2 separate regions of the Sus scrofa genome follow, and region 1 is linked to region 2. The links are chromatin contacts, called in public Hi-C maps. All regions are on one chromosome and are shown on one strand. The core of a region is the stretch at or near the end of the contact, and the rest is flanking DNA. Distances in the headings are between cores, read along the strand shown.

Region 1 (4,771 bases), core at 114-2,613, 55 kb before region 2:
AGAGGAATAATAATAATCTCGCTTTCCCACCTCCCCCCGCACCCCCTTCTTCGAACCGACCTGGGATCTCAAAGGACTTAGTAGAGCTGGCCCCGCCATTCCCAGCGGCCTCAGCCTCTGATGTTTGGAGGGCGAGGTCGAGCCCGGCTGCGCCGCCCTCTGTTCCCTCTGCGCCGCGGCCTGTGCGCCCCCACCCCCGACCCCTGGCCCCCAGGCAGCCCCCTTGCCCCGGGACGCCTCCGGGGACCAACCGCGAGGGTCGACGGTCCTCCACCTCTGCCGAGTTCCGCCGTGACTCCGCCGCAGGGGCCTGGCGGCAGCTCGCTCTTGTATGCTAGGCGGAAGGCGGCTACTAGCTCACTGAGACCTCGGGGGTTTTGGCATTCTCACCCCGCTGCCCCCGCCCCGAAAGGACCTGACTCTGCTCCCGCGGATCGTGCTCGACTAGGCCCTTTCCACTAATTGCCGGAAAGTCAATTTGTGCCGTAACTGCAGAAACAGCGAGCTAGGTGGGCTAGAGGAGGAAAAAGAGTTTGGCGAAAGAAGAGAAATCGTGAGAAGTGGTAGTTTTACGGGCAGGGAGTCCCCTCTTCACTGCTTCACTTCAGGCCCGCGTTCCCTTTGCTCTTCGGACACACACCCTGTTGAAGAATAAAAGTTCTGGGAACGAGTGAAGGGGATTTGACTCGGCCTTGGCTTTGTCACTGGGTGGTATGGCCATGAGCAAGTCACTCTGCGGGGGGGGGGGGGGGGCAACGCTTTTCAAAGTGTGGGAGGGTGGGGGCGGGAGCAGTATCACCTCTAAGGGATGTTTGAACCTCCTGGGCAAGCCTGAGCCCCAGCAGCTGGCACTGCGGGGCTCTCAATAGGGATCCGATTGTGACTAAAGGGCAAAGATACTGTTGCTTTTGACAAGAGCTACAGTATCAAGTCACTTTCCCGGGTCTCCGGCTTACAGACTCCCAGGAGTGCAGACTTGTTAAGGCTCCCCGGTCTAAACACCTGTCCTGTTAGAGCCAGCCGAGCGGCTGCCTACCTTCAGCTCACATACACTCCACTCATCGTGAGCTTACCACCTCCCTTTTGGGCTCTCTTCTCCATCTGGGGCTATCTCTGAGCCGTGGGGTCACCATCCTACACACATTTCAATCCCTCACCCTTCAGATATTTCCTTGGCATGTCAGGTCTCTTCGAAGGGCAGACAGCTCCAGCTTCTTCTCCAACCAGGTTCTCAGGGTCCAACCTGCCCAAGCCGCTCCCTCCTCTTCTGTTTCTGTCCTTCCCAGAGAGGAGCAGGGCCTCCACGTGTGACCAGTACCTCCCCTCTGTTGGGTGCCCTAGCCTCCCAGTGCAGTCAGGCTGTTCTAGGCTAGAAATGAGAGGTGGGTGGGGGGGTCTCAAGGGGAACTGGAGTCTCCTCCCGGTCCAGCCACTGCCTGAGGTCCTGGCCATAGTGGGAAACTGCCGTTAGCAGTTGGCCGGCACCAAGTTGTGGGAAGCAGGGTGGCCAGTCTCAAAGGCCACCAGGCACTACTTGGTGGGCCCCTGAGTGGATGGTGAGGCACACACGCACAAGCACAGCGAAGTCCCAAGCAGCACATGTACACACTCACACCGGGGCACGCCCAGGGCATTCCCGGAGGCAGCAGCTTGAAAGCCAAACCTCAAGACCCCCTCTTGCCCGCCCGCTGCCAGAGCCCTCCCTTTGGTCTCCTGGGAACTTACTTCGAATGACGAAAGGCTTCTTACTCTTCGGAGGGAGTGTTTCCATGCCTGCTCCCGAGAGAGCCTTTCTTCCTAATCAAGCGGAGGCTCTCAGCCTGAACTTAAACCTGCGGTCCCAGTCATCAGAACCTCACAGAAAGTAACTATGACATCGCCGAGCTGTGTCAGAGACCTGCAGGTGGTTGCCATGGCTCCCTGATCTGCCTGTACCCCCCTCCCCCCCTCCCTGCCAACAGACAGATCAGGCCCCCCCCCCCCCCCCCCGGCAACAGACAGATCAGCCCAGGCATCCATGTCTCTCTCAGGCCCAGTCTCCCCAAGTCTTCCATCCCTTCCCCTGGGGCCTCCGCACACACAGCCAGGCGGTGCCTGGCAGGGTCCCACCTCGGGAGACACCCTCCTCATTCAATCCCATGTACACATATTGAGTGTCTCATACGAAAGGAGGGAGATGAGGTGAACTGGGGGTGGAACTGCAGGGCAGTGGCTTCAGGCTCTGTCACTGACTTCGTGCTGGGCCTCCTGCCATGTCACCTCACCTCTCCCAGCCTCCGTGTCATCTCTCAAAGGCGACTCGCCGTGCCATGGCCTGGACTCGGGGGGTTCCCAGGCAGGTGGCTCCTTCCGTCTGGAGCCAAGTTCCGTCCCTGGAAAGTACGTTAACCACATCAGGCCGCCGTGAGGCCAGCCTCATCCACACAGGGGCACCCCGGAGCAGAGTCCCCACAAGCCACGTCACTGTCTGGAGAGGTTAGGAAAACATGGAAAGTAAGGAGGAAATGTGACAGAGTGTGACAAAGAGCTTTTCCGTTCCTGTCAGTTCAAGACCCCTCCCCCAGCGATTAAGGGGAATCCTCGTCATTAAACAAAATGAAATGCTGGGCTCTTCCACCTCAACCTAACTTGTCCCCACCCCGGGTCTCCTTTTGAGCACCTAGGGCTTAAAGGTGACATCCCCAAGGCCCACCCAGGCCAGCCTCCTTCTAAGAATCAGCGGAGGAGTTTCCTAGTGGCTCAGTGGGTTAAGGATCAAGCATGGCCACTGCTGTAGCATGGGTTCAATCCCCAAGGGTTGAGGCCGGATGGTAGAATCCTTTAAAATATGTTAAGGGCGCTTAGTGTGAAGATCCACAAAGAGCATGGCCTCCCAATAGGGGTATGGGAGCCAGGCTTCACAGGTAGGGAGTCTTAAGCTTCCCAGGGCCCTTGCCCCGCTCTGCTCACTCCCAGGTGACCTGGTTCAGGGCCTGGAGACCCCCCCTCTCCCACCCCCCTCTGCTCTTGGGTGGAAATTACATGCCAACTAGACTCTTTCTCCCAAGCAGAGGAAAGTGTCTTCAGAGGCAGCCAGCGTCCCCAGCGCTCATCTGACGGGCGCTGCCGAGCAGCGCAGCTGGGAAGCCCGCTAGCCCAGCCTCCACCAGGCACAGAGGGCCCCACGGGAGTCGGCGGCCGAGCCAGGGCTGGAAGCCTTGTCTCTTGACCCTCATTGTCCCACTCGTCTACTTCTTAATAGCTCAGCTTGGAGTTCCCTGGCGGCACAGCGGGTTAAGGAGCCAGTGTTGTCACAGCTGTGGCGTGGGTGGCTGCTGTGGCACGGGTTCCACCCCTAGCCCGGGAACTTCCACATGCCGTGGGCGTGGCCAAAAAATAGCTGAGCTGCACTGCGGGCGCAATGGCCATTGGTGAGGTGGTAGGGACAGCCAGCGCCCTCCAGAAGAAAGGGTTCCAGGCTCAGAACAGCCAGGCAGGTGGGGCCAGCCAGTGCCACCTCTCCTGCCCACACAAAGCCAAAGGTCAGCAGGGGAGGGGGGAGCACGGGAGCCAGCACTGTTTAGCATGACACAGCCTCACCAGTGCCACCAGACCGGCTCACCCTTCTTTCACACTGACTGGAAGCCAGAAGTGGGTCAGCAACCAAAGGATTTCCTCCACGTTACTGTCCACACTGCTGTCCCGATCCGCATGAGCCCATCCAGAGTCAGGCACGTGTCAGGCAGGCCAGGGCTCGTGGGAAGACGAACATGAAGCGAAGGGTCCCTGCCCCCCAGACACCCAGTCCGGGTCCAGCTCTGGGTGGGAGGGGCAGGGAGGGGAGGGGACAGTCAGTGGGGTCACCTCCACTGACCCAGCCCATCGGGGAACAGCCCTGCCCCGTCGGGCCTTGAAGACTTTACTCACTGCTGCTGGGCGACCGGGTCTAGACCCCCTCACCCCGAACCCCCTCCAAGCTAGACGGCAGCCCCAGTCCCCGAATTTCTGAAGGCTGAATACCGCAGGCCCTTCGGGCGGCCCAGCTCTGACTCACTGAGCAGCTAACCGGCCAGCGCCCCCCTCTTTGGGAAAAGATGGCAAGTGTTTCTCTTCACCTGAACCAAAGGGGTTCCTGCCCTGCAGAGAGGGAGAGGGGGAGCCGAGGATGACGCGGGATTTTTTTTTTTTTTTAATTCTTTGTCTTTCTCGGGCTGCACCCGCAGCATATGGAGGTTCCCAGGCTAGGGGTCGACTCGGAGCTGTAGCGGCCGGCCTACACCACAGCCACCACCACGCCAGATCCGATCCACATTTGCGACCTACCCCACAGCGCATGGCAACATCAGATCCCCAACCCACTGAGCGAGGTCAGGGATTGAACCTCGTCCCCGTGGACCCTAGTCAGGCTCATTCCCGCTAAGCCATGACGGAAACTCCAGAGTTGCTATTTTAAAAATGCTCCTCATGCCCTGTCTCTGGGCCTAAGTTTCCCATCATGGAAAGGGGGGGCAGTGGCTGGTCCCCGAGATTTCTTAGGGCATCATTGTTCTTAGGGTGGTGGCTGGTGCGGCTTCGCGGAGAAAATGATTCCCTATCTTCCTCCGTTCCCCTCCACGCCCCCCCAAAACCCAAATGCACCTAAATGTGGCCTTGCCAGGCCCTCCACATGCCCAGGCCTTGGGGGAGAGGGCTTTAGAAACGGGCCCAGTGGATGCTGATAGAATCTGACTCTGACAAGGACGGCACTTGTCGTCACCGAAAATGTCACCTCCCCCACCAGCTTCAGCCTGTC
Region 2 (4,390 bases), core at 321-2,820:
CGTCTGGCTCTGAAGCACATGTTCTTAGCTATTCACCTGCTGGCGGTGGGGGGGCGGGAGGTGGGGGCCCCTGCCACCTTTGACCCCATGAGTTGGGACTTTGACAAGATGGGACTGGAGTTTAACTCTCCAATCTCGAGGAAGCTCCATTTTGCTCCTTTTCCCTCATTAATTATTGAGGTGATACATGAAGGTGTTGCAGGAATAAAAAGTATCAAAAGCCCAGAATATACCATGTACACGTGTGTGTCCAATAACTAGCAGCTATCTGTCAATGCTCCCATAAGAATACTCTGCTAAGGATCATAGAATAAGCACCCGCTCACTCATGAGTTTTGTTTTTGCAGCCCCAAGATTCAGAGTGATGGACAGAAGTCACAGAGGTCTCCACGTTAGGGAGACCTCTGCCCCCTACCATGGCTCTGGGAGTGGCCGAAGCCACCGCATGGGGGAGGTTTCTGGAAGTGCGGGACCGGTGGGGGACACAAGAAGCCAACAGAAGGGACACTGCGGGGGGGGGGTGGTAGAAGCCCCCTCTAAGGAGGATGTGGCTCACGAATAATGGGAGGGCCAGGCTCGACGCCACCGCTCCGACACTCCGGGGAGCAGTGGCGCTTTCTCTTTGTCCTCGAAAGCCTGCTGCAGCCGGCACCCTTCTCAAGAGCGTTCACGTCAAAGGCTGCAGCGGGCACGTCGCTGTTGCAGGCAGTGTCGGAATGTGATTTCGCCGGGTCCCAGAGTTGGACTGGGTTTGAGCGGATTCATGGCAAAGGGCTGCAGCGCGTGCGGCCGTCACTGAGCACATTCGCAGATCGACTCTGCAGATGTGAACTCGCGCTTTCAGCGCAGTCATCAAAGCCTCGGGGGAGCTGACTCGGTCCCTCCCCGCTAGTCCCCAGGCGCTCCGGCTCCAGGCCGCCCCCCGCCCTTCCTCCCTCTCTGCTGCAACCCCCCACCCCCACCCCCACCCCGCGCCCAGGGCTCAGACTCATTTCCTCCAGACGTGCCGCTGTCTGCTAACCTGGCCGCGAAAACGGCCCTTTCCTTTAATTTCTGGACAGGGTCCCACTGCAGGATCAGCCAAGTGGGAGGCAGCCGGCGCTTCTGACAAGCAAACTCGGCCGTGGCGACGCGAGCAGGAGCGCGGCTGCTCGGTCCCGAAGTCGCAGCTGGAGGGACCCCCTAGGGAAAAGCCCTTAACCCGCAGCACACCAAGGCCAGAAGGGGAAAAGCCCTGTCCAAGGTCACCCGGCTGGCAGAACACACTGGGCACGTGCGCCGCCTCGGGTCTGGGTGGGGAAGTCTGGCGCGCGGGGTGGAAATCACCGCACACCCTCGCCGCCGGCGCTTCCAGCACCAGAGCCACTGTCAACTCACGGCTCCCAGCCCGCAGGGCCCACCCCCGAGACTTCCTTCTCGAGGGCCGGGTGTGAAAGGGGCCGCCGGCCGCGTGCGGGGCCCAGCCCCGCCCATCGCGCAGAGGCCCCGCCCCCGAGACTGCAGGCTCGCCCCGCCCCTCGCGCCGCAGCCGCAGGCCCCGCCCCACCTCCCCTGGTCCCCGGCGGGCGCGCCCCTGCGCCGGCGTCGGTGCGCGCCCCTCCTCCGCCCTGCCGGGGCCGCGCCGCGCGCGCCGGCTCTGGGCGGGGCCCTGCAGTGGCAGCCGGCTGCTCCCCCCGCCGCTCCGCCTCCTCCTTCCCGGGTCCTCCCCGATTTCCCCCTCGGGCGCTCTCGCGCTAACTCTGCTCTCCTGGGCCCCGTCCGCCCGCTCCCAGCCATGGTGGCCTGGCGCTCAGCGTTCCTCATCTGCCTCGCTTTCTCCTTGGCCACTCTGGTCCAGAGAGGTAAGGCGGGCGGGGGGCGGGCGGGGACCCCACCCTGTTGGCCCGCGAGGCGGGGGCCCGGCGCCGGGTGGGCCCGGTGGTGCGCATGAGCGGCCCGGCCCCCACCCGAGGGCCTGCGGCGGACGCAGCCGACTGGCAGGCGGGCGGTGCGGGACGGTGGGGCGGGGGGGGGGGTGCTGACACCGTCGCGATCCTTGTGGCTGATGGGGAGGGACCGGGACCCCAGCCGATGCTGGGCTAGAGACAGCGGGGTAGTCCCCTCTTAGGATCTGTCACCGGGAGATTGCCTTTGGGAAAAACCTTGAAGAGAGCCCTCATTCCCTCGAGCAGGGCCTCTCCAAATGCGCTTCGAGGCCACCAGCCGCAGAAGCACCTGGGGAGCTTCCTGGGCGCGCTCCTCCTCTGTGTGGGTCTAGGCGGGGAGGGGGGGCGGTGGACGCGAAACGGCGATGTGTAAGTGACCAGCTCTCCAGGTGCTTCTGGTGCCCACCCCAGTTTTTGAGCCATGCGTGATATTTTGCCCCCGAGGAGGAGGGAGAAATTCTACCAAATCAAGGAAGCAAGTCTCTTAGACCTTTGCTGCTCAGAGTGTGGTCCAGGGCCCCGCAGCGGCATCACCTGGAACTTGTTAGGGAGGCGGCATGTCGGCCCCGCCCCTGACCTACTGAGTCCGAGTCTGCATTTTAACTAGATCCCAGGGTAATTCGCAGGCGCGTTCAAGTTTGCGAAGCAGCTTAGAATTAATGCAGTCTGTGGTTAAAAATAGGGTCGCCAAGGAGTTCTAGCAGAATCTTCTTACACTTAACTTACATCTCATGTCCACATCAGAAAAAGGCGTTGAGGAGAACACCGCAGTTGAGCACAGAATTGTGCTCCGAGCTTCTTGATACAAAGGCAGATTCACCTGGTGAAAAACATATGCGCTCAGCAAAAACAAAACTGTATCCTGCGACTGCCTTCCAGTGAGGATTCTGTACCCAAGGCAGTTTTGCAAAAAGATGCAGAAATGTTTCTCATGTGGGCAGCCCTCCTGGAGTCTTATTCCAGAAGAGCCATTCAATATTCTCCAAAAGTGCTAGGCTTTGTTCTAGACCCTGATGCTGCAGCAGTGAACCAAAGTCGGACTCTGTCCTGGGGGAGCCGACATCCTGGTTGGGGAGAAAAACAAGCGCAAACATCGCCATCTATATGCTATAGTGTTAGTGCCATGAAGAGAATTAAATCAGGTTACAGGGTGGTTGACTTTTGTTGCATTTTTCCCCTTTGGGATTAAGGCTTGTTTTGTCTATAATGCCTTTGTGGGGGAAAGTCTAATCACTCGATGGACTTGCATCCAATGATATGGAAAACTTGCAAGTGGAAGCCCAAAAAAGTTAGAAAAATGATACTCTCTTCAAGGCTGTCTTCTGAAAGCCTTCGGCATCCTTTGCACACTGAGAAGGTGAAGAATAGAAATGGTTGGGTCTCACACAGATTTTCTCCATCATGGGTTATGCTGGGTGCGTCACAGGGTGGTTGCACCACCATTTAACAGATGAGGAAACCAAGGCACATGGAGGGGAAGTCACTTGCCTCAGGTAGCAAAGCTAGGATTTGACCCCAGGTTTGTGTAATTCCAGAGTCCTTGTTTTTAAGCTGGAGGCTTAATGCCTGCTCACCTGGAGGCTGCCCACCTCCACCTTGCTGGCCATGTAGCCTTGGGAAAGTGCTCTGAACTTGGCTGGGTTTGCTCATCCATATAATGCCTAAAACCTCACGAAGGTATGTTGAGGGAACCAGGCATGTGTCACCCTCAGATTTGCAGCCCAGCTCCTGAGTGCTTGCTGTGTACCCCTTCACACCTAGTTTTTTAATTGCCCCAGCAGTTTTGCTGGTTAGGTTTTATCTCCCCTTTCCAGATGAGGGGCCCCAGGTTACATAATTCAGAAAGATGGGAAGTTCCCGTCGTGGCGCAGTGGTTAACGAATCCGACTAGGAACCATGAGGTTGCGGGTTCGGTCCCTGCCCTTGCTCAGTGGGTTAATGATCCGGCATTGCCGTGAGCTGTGGTGTAGGTCGTAGACGCGGCTCGGATCCCGCGTTGCTGTGGCTCTGGCGTAGGCCGGTGGCTCCAGCTCCGATTCGACCCCGAGCCTGGGAACCTCCATATGCCACGGGAGCGGCCCAAAGAAATAGCAAAAAGACAAAAAAATTTTAAAAATTAAAAAAAAAAAAGAAGAAAGAAAGATGGAGCCGGGATCCCAGCCATTGAAGATGCTACCCAGTGATCTTTTCTCTTTTCATTAAGAACACTGAACCGGAAGAAGCCTTCAAGGTAGGGACCCAGTTTCCTGGATCTTATGCAGATCCGGGTGACAAATACGGGTTTTGCAGTGGTGGCCTCCCCGGGGCTCCAAGCGGTCACAGCGGTGTCTGGGCTGCTGTGTCGAAATGCACAAACACAAAGCAAGTGTCTCTCCGGAGCCCCGAGGTGGGGGATCGGGTGGGCCTGCCCAAGAGCCACTTTCTTCTCGGTCCTGGTCCTCCGTAATGAGGCCTGACCTAGAAAG

Evidence for each region. Hi-C and Micro-C count contacts between places; a contact is called where the count stands out from the background.
Region 1: a Hi-C map of embryonic fibroblasts shows a contact between it and region 2, with 2.0 times the contacts expected there. The contact joins the promoter of HMGB3 here to the promoter of CD99L2 in region 2. A contact is called at or near these places in 1 of 5 promoter capture datasets (liver) and 4 of 47 Hi-C or Micro-C datasets (brain, embryonic fibroblasts, fetal heart ventricle and 1 more).

The regions. Positions count from the first base shown.
Region 1 is chrX:122,588,005-122,592,775 of Sscrofa11.1, reverse strand. It overlaps HMGB3 (high mobility group protein B3), which reads right to left and starts at 1,363. Exons shown (of 5, transcript XM_021080121.1): 1 at 1,158-1,363. The coding sequence starts at 1,179.
Region 2 is chrX:122,533,169-122,537,558 of Sscrofa11.1, reverse strand. CD99L2 (CD99 antigen-like protein 2) reads left to right here and starts at 1,570. Exons shown (of 10, transcript XM_003135467.4): 1 at 1,570-1,841. The coding sequence starts at 1,775.